2 separate regions of the Anser cygnoides genome follow, and region 2 is linked to region 1. Evidence: chromatin contacts called from public Hi-C data. All regions are on one chromosome and are shown on one strand. The core of a region is the stretch at or near the end of the contact, and the rest is flanking DNA. Distances in the headings are between cores, read along the strand shown. Region 1 overlaps INHBA (inhibin subunit beta A). Region 2 has its middle 140 kb from the start of INHBA.

The links. Hi-C and Micro-C count contacts between places; a contact is called where the count stands out from the background.
Region 2: a Hi-C map of liver shows a contact between it and region 1, with 2.9 times the contacts expected there. The contact joins two enhancer-like sites. A contact is called at or near these places in 2 of 7 Hi-C or Micro-C datasets (both in liver).

What each region holds. Positions count from the first base shown.
Region 1 is chr2:60,595,339-60,598,971 of Taihu_goose_T2T_genome, reverse strand. The region is part of intron 2 of INHBA (inhibin subunit beta A); the gene reads right to left. Among named protein-coding and RNA genes, the nearest start is that of INHBA, 6.8 kb to the right of the region's middle. Within about 2 kb of position 1,856, at least 1 of the 3 cell types and tissues checked has open chromatin away from gene starts, as enhancers often do. A contact at or near this core is called in liver, where this site is marked.
Region 2 is chr2:60,726,089-60,729,721 of Taihu_goose_T2T_genome, reverse strand. No RefSeq gene overlaps it. Among named protein-coding and RNA genes, the nearest start is that of INHBA, 140 kb to the right of the region's middle. Within about 2 kb of position 1,996, at least 2 of the 3 cell types and tissues checked have open chromatin away from gene starts, as enhancers often do. A contact at or near this core is called in liver, where this site is marked.

The DNA.
Region 1 (3,633 bases), core at 607-3,106:
TGCTATTTTGTCAGGAGAGAAGCACTTTACATCCACAACCTAGAGTTCCTTCCAAATTGAAAGCCCTTCCCCCACATGGCCTTAAATATTTAGAAACAAAAAAGGTGTTTGTTTGGTTGTGGGTTTTTTTGTGTTGTTGTTGTTGTTGTTACTTGAGTTTTGCATTTACATCTAAAATATCTCAAGGAAAGCTTAGGGTCACTTGCACCAATAGCATATTTCAAGATACAAATAATATCAAGTCTTTGTCTTTCACAAAAGAGATAATTTTTTGTACATACTTGTAATACTTTAAGTTCTAAAATTAAGTGGATCAGAAGCTGTCACTGTCTTAATTACAATACTTGATTTCTGTGCAGTAAGGCCCAAATAGCAAGTATACTGAAATGAATAGCAAAATTTCCAATTACTTTCAGAAGACTAAGGTTCAGTCCAAAATTACATCTTGCAACACTCAGTTGCATGACATCAGATTGCTTTTTCACACTCATATAGATGTAAGTAGATAGAAGGACTGCCCAGCATGAATCTGTGCAGGAATGTACACATGAGCAGTGTAGGTATATCCCACACACAGGAGGGCACATGAAGGCACATACTTACAAGCAGGAATCTGTCCACATTACAGTGTTGCAGGTACAGCTGCATGGGTATATAAGCGTGCCTCCTCTGGCATACCCATGTCTCTGGACATACATCCACTTATACGTGCATACAAACAAATGCATATCCATATATTTCCAGCTAGATTTGCATACCAAACTGTATGCATGACTACCCAAAGAGGGACACATACAGTACTTTCTGTCCCTCTCTCTGTCTCTCAGGTATCTTTTTATAAACTGTTTCCCACCTTCTCAGATTCGTCTGTGCTTTCTCAAATTGTTCTCAAAGCAACCAACCTCCTTCAATTCTCACATTTTGTTACAATGAAACAGATTAATTCAGAATGGCTTTCTTCTTCTGGAAGTAACTTGCTTTCATTTGCTAAACTTCAAATCTTCGATAAAGTATGCCAAAGCCAAGAAAAAAAAAAAAAAGAAGAAAAAAAAAAAAAAGGCAACACCAAAACTGGGGGGAACGAGACTTGTTTTCTGAAAGCCAAGGAGACTGCATTAGAAAAAAAGATGTGAGAAAATCAGCTCAGATGATGATTCATGGTCACATTTCTCAGTATCTTGTAAAAATAATAATGATCATTTCTGATCTCTCCAGATATCCAGAACTTCCAGCATCCATCAGTTTATCAGTTTTATCTTTTTCCCCTTTGCCTATTTCCTTCCACTGCATTTTTTTTTACTTGCAGTCTTCCACTCCAGTGAATCTCTGTCTTTTAAATAACCGAGAAGAGAGAAACAAGAGCTCCACTCAGAGAAGCTGCAGATAAGCATAAAGATCTCTGGGATTCAGGGTTCAATTAGGTAAAATAGAAGCTTGCAGGAAGGTTGCCTTGCATGGAGTAAAAAGCCTTTGGAGTGTGCCCTCTCGTGGCCATTCTTTATTCAGCACACATATCCATACCATTAAATACATTTCCTTTCAAAAGAAAATTGATGAAATGATTTAAAGAGTCATAAGTGGCCCATTCTTTTCCTCCTGCGCTGCCAGACTGGCTATATAAGAGTAGGTATCATCCTAAGAAAAGGTGTGAGTGTGTATATACACATATCTGCTTATAAAAAAAAGTTTGTATTACCTGATTAAGCCAGTTCACCTTGAATTCAGTAGGAAGGGAGACAGAAAGGTAAAAGCAGTGTAAATAGCTGTGACACTTGTTGTGGTTTTGTGTGCGTGTGTTGGTGGTTTTTTTGTTTTGTTTTGTTTTTTTGTCTGTTTGATTTTTCCCCCCTGACAGTTCTCCTAACGATAAGCCTTTGGATTTTAGTATTTCTACCCAGAAATTCCCATTGCCTTCTCGGGTGCTGACGTTAGCAACCCATTTCATTGGTAGTTTAGTTGCCAGGATCAAATTCACTTGGAAAAATCCCAGGTCTGCCTAATAAGCTATCTACTTAAAATAATGAACAAGTTAGTAGCCAAACATATTTTATGAGCACTCACTATCTCAGTTATAGAACCTGTTGGATTTGCTCGTCATGAATGTATATGACCCCTCTCCTCAAAAGACAATTTTTAAGTCCTTGAAATAACCCACAGAGCTCTGGCACAGCTACCCTCCTAGCAGAACTAATCGAGGTTAGTAATCTTAGTTTGATATGCAAGTAGAAAATCATTTTCGTGTTTTACTTGTAAGAGTGCCAAAGGACAGTAGGGTGCATTTGTAAACTTTTGCCCAATACTCATGGTCATTAGTTTTGCAAAGATTTGCCTGGATTTGTTAGCTGTGAAAACTACCTGCCAACTATTTTGCTGATTTCCTGGACGTAACTACACCTGTGCTTCAAACAAGTTCCCTGCATTTAGTTTCCCCTCTAATTGTCTGTAGCCTATGCTTGCTTGAATTATGGTCTCTTATAAAAGAGCAGTCTCAAGCCAGAGCCACGTGCACAGGGCACTGTTTGTTCATTCACTCCGTTTCATTGTATGTCTGAGGATACGGCTGATGAAGGATGGAAATACTATTTTTTTTTATGAAGGCAAGTAGTAAATGTGGCTTCTGAAAGGTAAAGGGAATGGCTGGTTTATGTCAAGTCATACGCAAAGGAGCAAAAAGCCTGAAGTATTATTTCTCTTTCCATAGACATTTATTTGATACAACGTGAGATGTTTCCATTCATTTTCATTGATTTCCTACTCCCCTCTTTTGAGACAGAGTGAGTTTCACATTAAAAGCAGAAAGAATATTAACCTGACTGTGAGAGTAACATGTTCATTCTCCTGCTTGGTGCTTTAAACTTATCCATACTCCTCCCAGATACTACAGACCAAACACTGGTGACTGTCCATGTGGCTACATTCTGTTCCAGTCTTTTTTTTTTTTTCCCTTTTAATTCCTACCCAGCATGTCATTTGCCTTCTTTTTGCCTCAATTTCTTCAACAGGAAAAATAATACTGCTTTAATATTCGACGCACAATACTGCTGGTGTGGGAGTGGAAGAGAGCCCAGGTGAAGTTCACTCATGCGTTGCAGCACTGGCACCTGTAAAGCATGGTGGATCCACCAGTGTTAGCAAGACAACAGCTACAAGCGGCTCCAGGTGAAAAATATATGTATCAGCAGTTTGAAGTCCACAGACTGGAGTCAACATTTCCATTATAAGCCCAAACCCTGGAACTCAGTTTCTAGGTTGCTGAAAGCTCCTCCCAAATAAAAGCCTGGCAGATATGGGATGCAGGGCTGGAGCAGCCCTCCTGCCTCAGCTTCCAGGATGGGCTTAGGTGGAGGAGAAAGCAGGGAAGAAAAGGCATGGGTACACAACTTGTGCCCTGGCATGCGGCCGCGCAGCTCCATAGCATGTCTTCTTCAATTAATTTGGCTAGCAGTGGTAGGACAACACTATGTAAATCAAAGTAAGCAACGTGCTAGCATTGGGTATTTTGTAGCGGGGGATCGGTGGCTGGACTATTGGCCAGCATGTGGGACATGGCACGATTTTCGTTGCTCACGTGAGCCCAAGAGCCAATGGCTTCAGGAGTTGCCGTTGGAGGGTGTTGTACTGAGTAGGCATATA
Region 2 (3,633 bases), core at 747-3,246, 130 kb before region 1:
GTCACATGAAAATAGTTGGAATTCAAGTATGGTGTGAAGAAGAGGTGTAGTGCAGAGCCAAAGCAAGAGAGTTAAACAGAAGGCTTTTCCACTGTTGTGGTGGGTGCTTGTTTTGGTTTGTTTTTCTCTCCTTGGTACAATGATTTAACTCAGACCCTGGAAACACGGCAGTAAAGAGTTCATAAACTGCAGGAATTACATCCCTCATTTCCTGTCTCTTTTCCTGGTTTGTAGAAAGTCTGTCCACATCCTTGAAAAATAAAGATGCTTTCAATATTAAAGGTAATATAATAATAAAAGATAAAGATTAATTACAATTTTTATTTTTTATGATAAAGATGGTGTAAAATGAGGATGCAACATCAAGGCTGTTTCCTTTTAAAATTCAGTATGACCCTCCCAGCAAGTTTCATTGAATTTGGGATCTATTTATATATTTTTCAGTCCTGAATCTCCTGGCTGCCCAAATGGAGCTTTAGGAGCCTACACTTAAGCTCCTGTTTATTAATAGCTTGGTCTTAATTTACAATATTATTGGATTGTTGTAGTTAACAACTCCATTGTTTCGATTAGGATGGAAGTTGGGATCAAAAAGCAGCCTTAGGAGAGAAACTAGAGAGCTTGTTGTTTAACCTCATAAACTGAAGGCTGGAGGGAAATATATAATAGATCTATATAAATGTGTAGCAGATATGAATGCTAGGGTCAGAGAAGGAGTACTTAAGCTAAGGGACACTGCTGGCCCAGAAAGAAAAGGATATTAACTGACTAAATTTAGGCTGGAAAATGCTCCTCTGATATTCTTCTCATAAGGTGGAATTGCCTTCAGTGTCTGCAGAAAGACTGAGCCAAATCCAATTCAGAGGTAATGTCTGATGACTTTCTGAATTGGGTTATATAATCAACTTGCATTAGCAGTGGTCTGCTTTGGATACTTTTTTTTTTTTTTTTTAAGGCAAAAGTTTGAAAATGAAGAACTTAAATTATTTTTATTTAGAATATGATATTTGGAGATTGATATAATAATTACATGAATGAAAATTTTACTAAAAAGAATACATTATTGTTTGGAGTTTGTTTCTGGCAACAGATAAAAATGAGTCTTGACTGTATGATGTGCCCTGTATTGCTACATTCTTGTATGATGTTTCTAGATATAACTAGTAAGCTATTGAAGGACATATATTAACAAAATACAAAAGACCCTTATGTTCCTTTCAATACTTCATGTACTTTATTCAAAAATAGAATCTTGTTATGACACAACCTCTTAGATGTGTTGTAATCCTATGTGGTTTGTGGTCATAGTTTAGTAGCTTTGGATTTCTGCCTCAGGTGAAATGAAACAGTTTAGGTGTCACAAATGCTACCCTGTTTCCAAACAAAGATTGACTTCCTGTGCTTCTCACCTTGAAATGTTTGGAGATGTGACCTTTCTGTACCTGTTTGTTTCAGACGACGATTTTTCTGGTACACCACATCATTTAACATAGGATTTGCTTTTTACCTTCAAGAAGTGAAGTATATGATATTCCATGCACTGCCCAACAATCCTTTATTCCTGAGTCAGACATTTGTATTTCTCTGGACTCAGCTACACTGTTTTTATATCAGCTTCTGATGTGTAACCATTCGTGTTCTGAGGTCTCTGCTGTAGACAAAGCTCGATTAACTTGCACAAGATATTTTTTTCCTGCTTTGTTAGCTCTAATAGCATTGCATCATTTTATATAAGCAGTGATCTGTAAAAATCCATGAATGTGTGTTGAAAGCTAGGTTATCTGAATTTAGGAGGTCTAATGAAAATTTGCCACTCTGGACAGTGCAAAGCTGTTGGAAAAAGCTTTTGTAGGAATTTATGCCTGGGTCAGGGGAAAGTTTAAGCAATGTACAGATGGTAGCTATGGAAACAATATTTACATTTGTCTAGATGGTCATGAGGAAGATAAATAATGAACAAACCGTACCAATTAATTGTACAAGTTGTGCTGAAGCTGAGGTAAAACAAATTCACTAAGAAAAATACAGAGAGCTAAAGGTTTACTGGCAGCTGCATGCTTGTTTCTGTTTAAAGTGTGTGCAGTGAATATAATATTAGCCAAGGGTTGGGTTGCACATCTGCCTTGACCCTAATGCTACAGGCTCCAATATAAACGTTAAAAATCTATCTCATGCCTTCCAGCGTAGCACACAAAGTCCATTGCTCTCTCGAGTGGTTTTAGTAAGTACAACTGTCCTTGCTTACGACATTTTTAGCTTTCAATTTTCCCTCCCTCTGCTCTGACGTGTCAGTTACCAGCGATTTTTTGTGTGTGTTTAGATGAAGGGAGCTGGATTAAATACAGGGAGAGCATCCAGACTGTGTAAAAGTTTTATCTGCTTTTTGCCACTTTCTTTCAAAAAAAAAAAAAAAAGTGAACTGAGAATTCCCCCTTGAAAACCTTGCTTAATACTACCATCAGAGCTTTTTCTGAGGTCAGATGAGACTTGAGGGCTAAGGCAATACACAGAGAGAAGTAAGAGTAGAAACTATTAACAGTCTTTAAACTTTGTAGTTTAGCTTTGCTCAATTGGAGAACCAAACCCTGTTTCAGTATTAAGCTTTTTAATATTTATTTCTCCATTATTGTATATTAAGGCATGGGAGAATTGAGCAATGAGATTCTGCAAATAATTTAATTGTTAAACCTTATGTGATAAACTACTTCATCAAAATAGTTGGAAAAAAAATATTTCAAAGGTTTGAATTTGGATGTGTGGGACGTATTTGTTTAAATGAGTCAGGAAAGATATTCAATCAGTGTAACAAAAAATGTGTTGTTTGTAGAATGAAAAAAATTCTTTCTTCTGGTCCTCAGTAAGAAAGGTGAAAAGCAAGGCTGAAGCACCACAACTTACTTTCTATGCAACAGCTTGTGGGGTCGTTTGCTTGTGATTATAGCAGTCTTGGACAAAGACAATTCCCCCTTTTATGAGGGGTTTCAAACCTACTCTTGCAGGGCAGCAGGCAAACCCCAACTCCCAGCTTTATGCTTTTTTTTGGTGGTCTTGTAACTGTTTTAGTATCTGTAAATTATTCAAAATAATTTCCGATAAAAAAAAAAAAAGACTACAATAGTGATTGGAACACTTCATGCAGCAAGTCGCATCACATGAGTTATTGTCTGATTTGTACTTCTGTACATAATAGGTATATGTAAGTATGCATAAGAATGAATATCAAAATTTGAAATCACCATCACATAACCATCAGTTCACCTCGATAGCTGCCCTGGCTGTGGGTTCATGTGTCCTTCAGTAAAGAACAACTGCCTGTGTTTCATTGTAGCTGACTGGCCAAATCCACTTTCCCTCAGCTACCAACTATAGGGTTAAAAAATGTTAGCATCTATATCTTTGTGGGGTAGTGACGGATGAGAATGAGTGATTCACCAGAAACACCCAGAAAAATCAAAATCGATTGATTTCTGAACAAAGGTCTTTGACTAGTTTGAGCTGAATTTGTGGAAGTTTCACGCTGAGACTCCATTTCATGGCAATTTTACATTTTGTGTTTAAGTTTTGCTTAGCTCTCATCTTTGTGCAGATCAAAGCAGACCCTAATGTTGCTCATTCAGTCATCATCCTGCACAT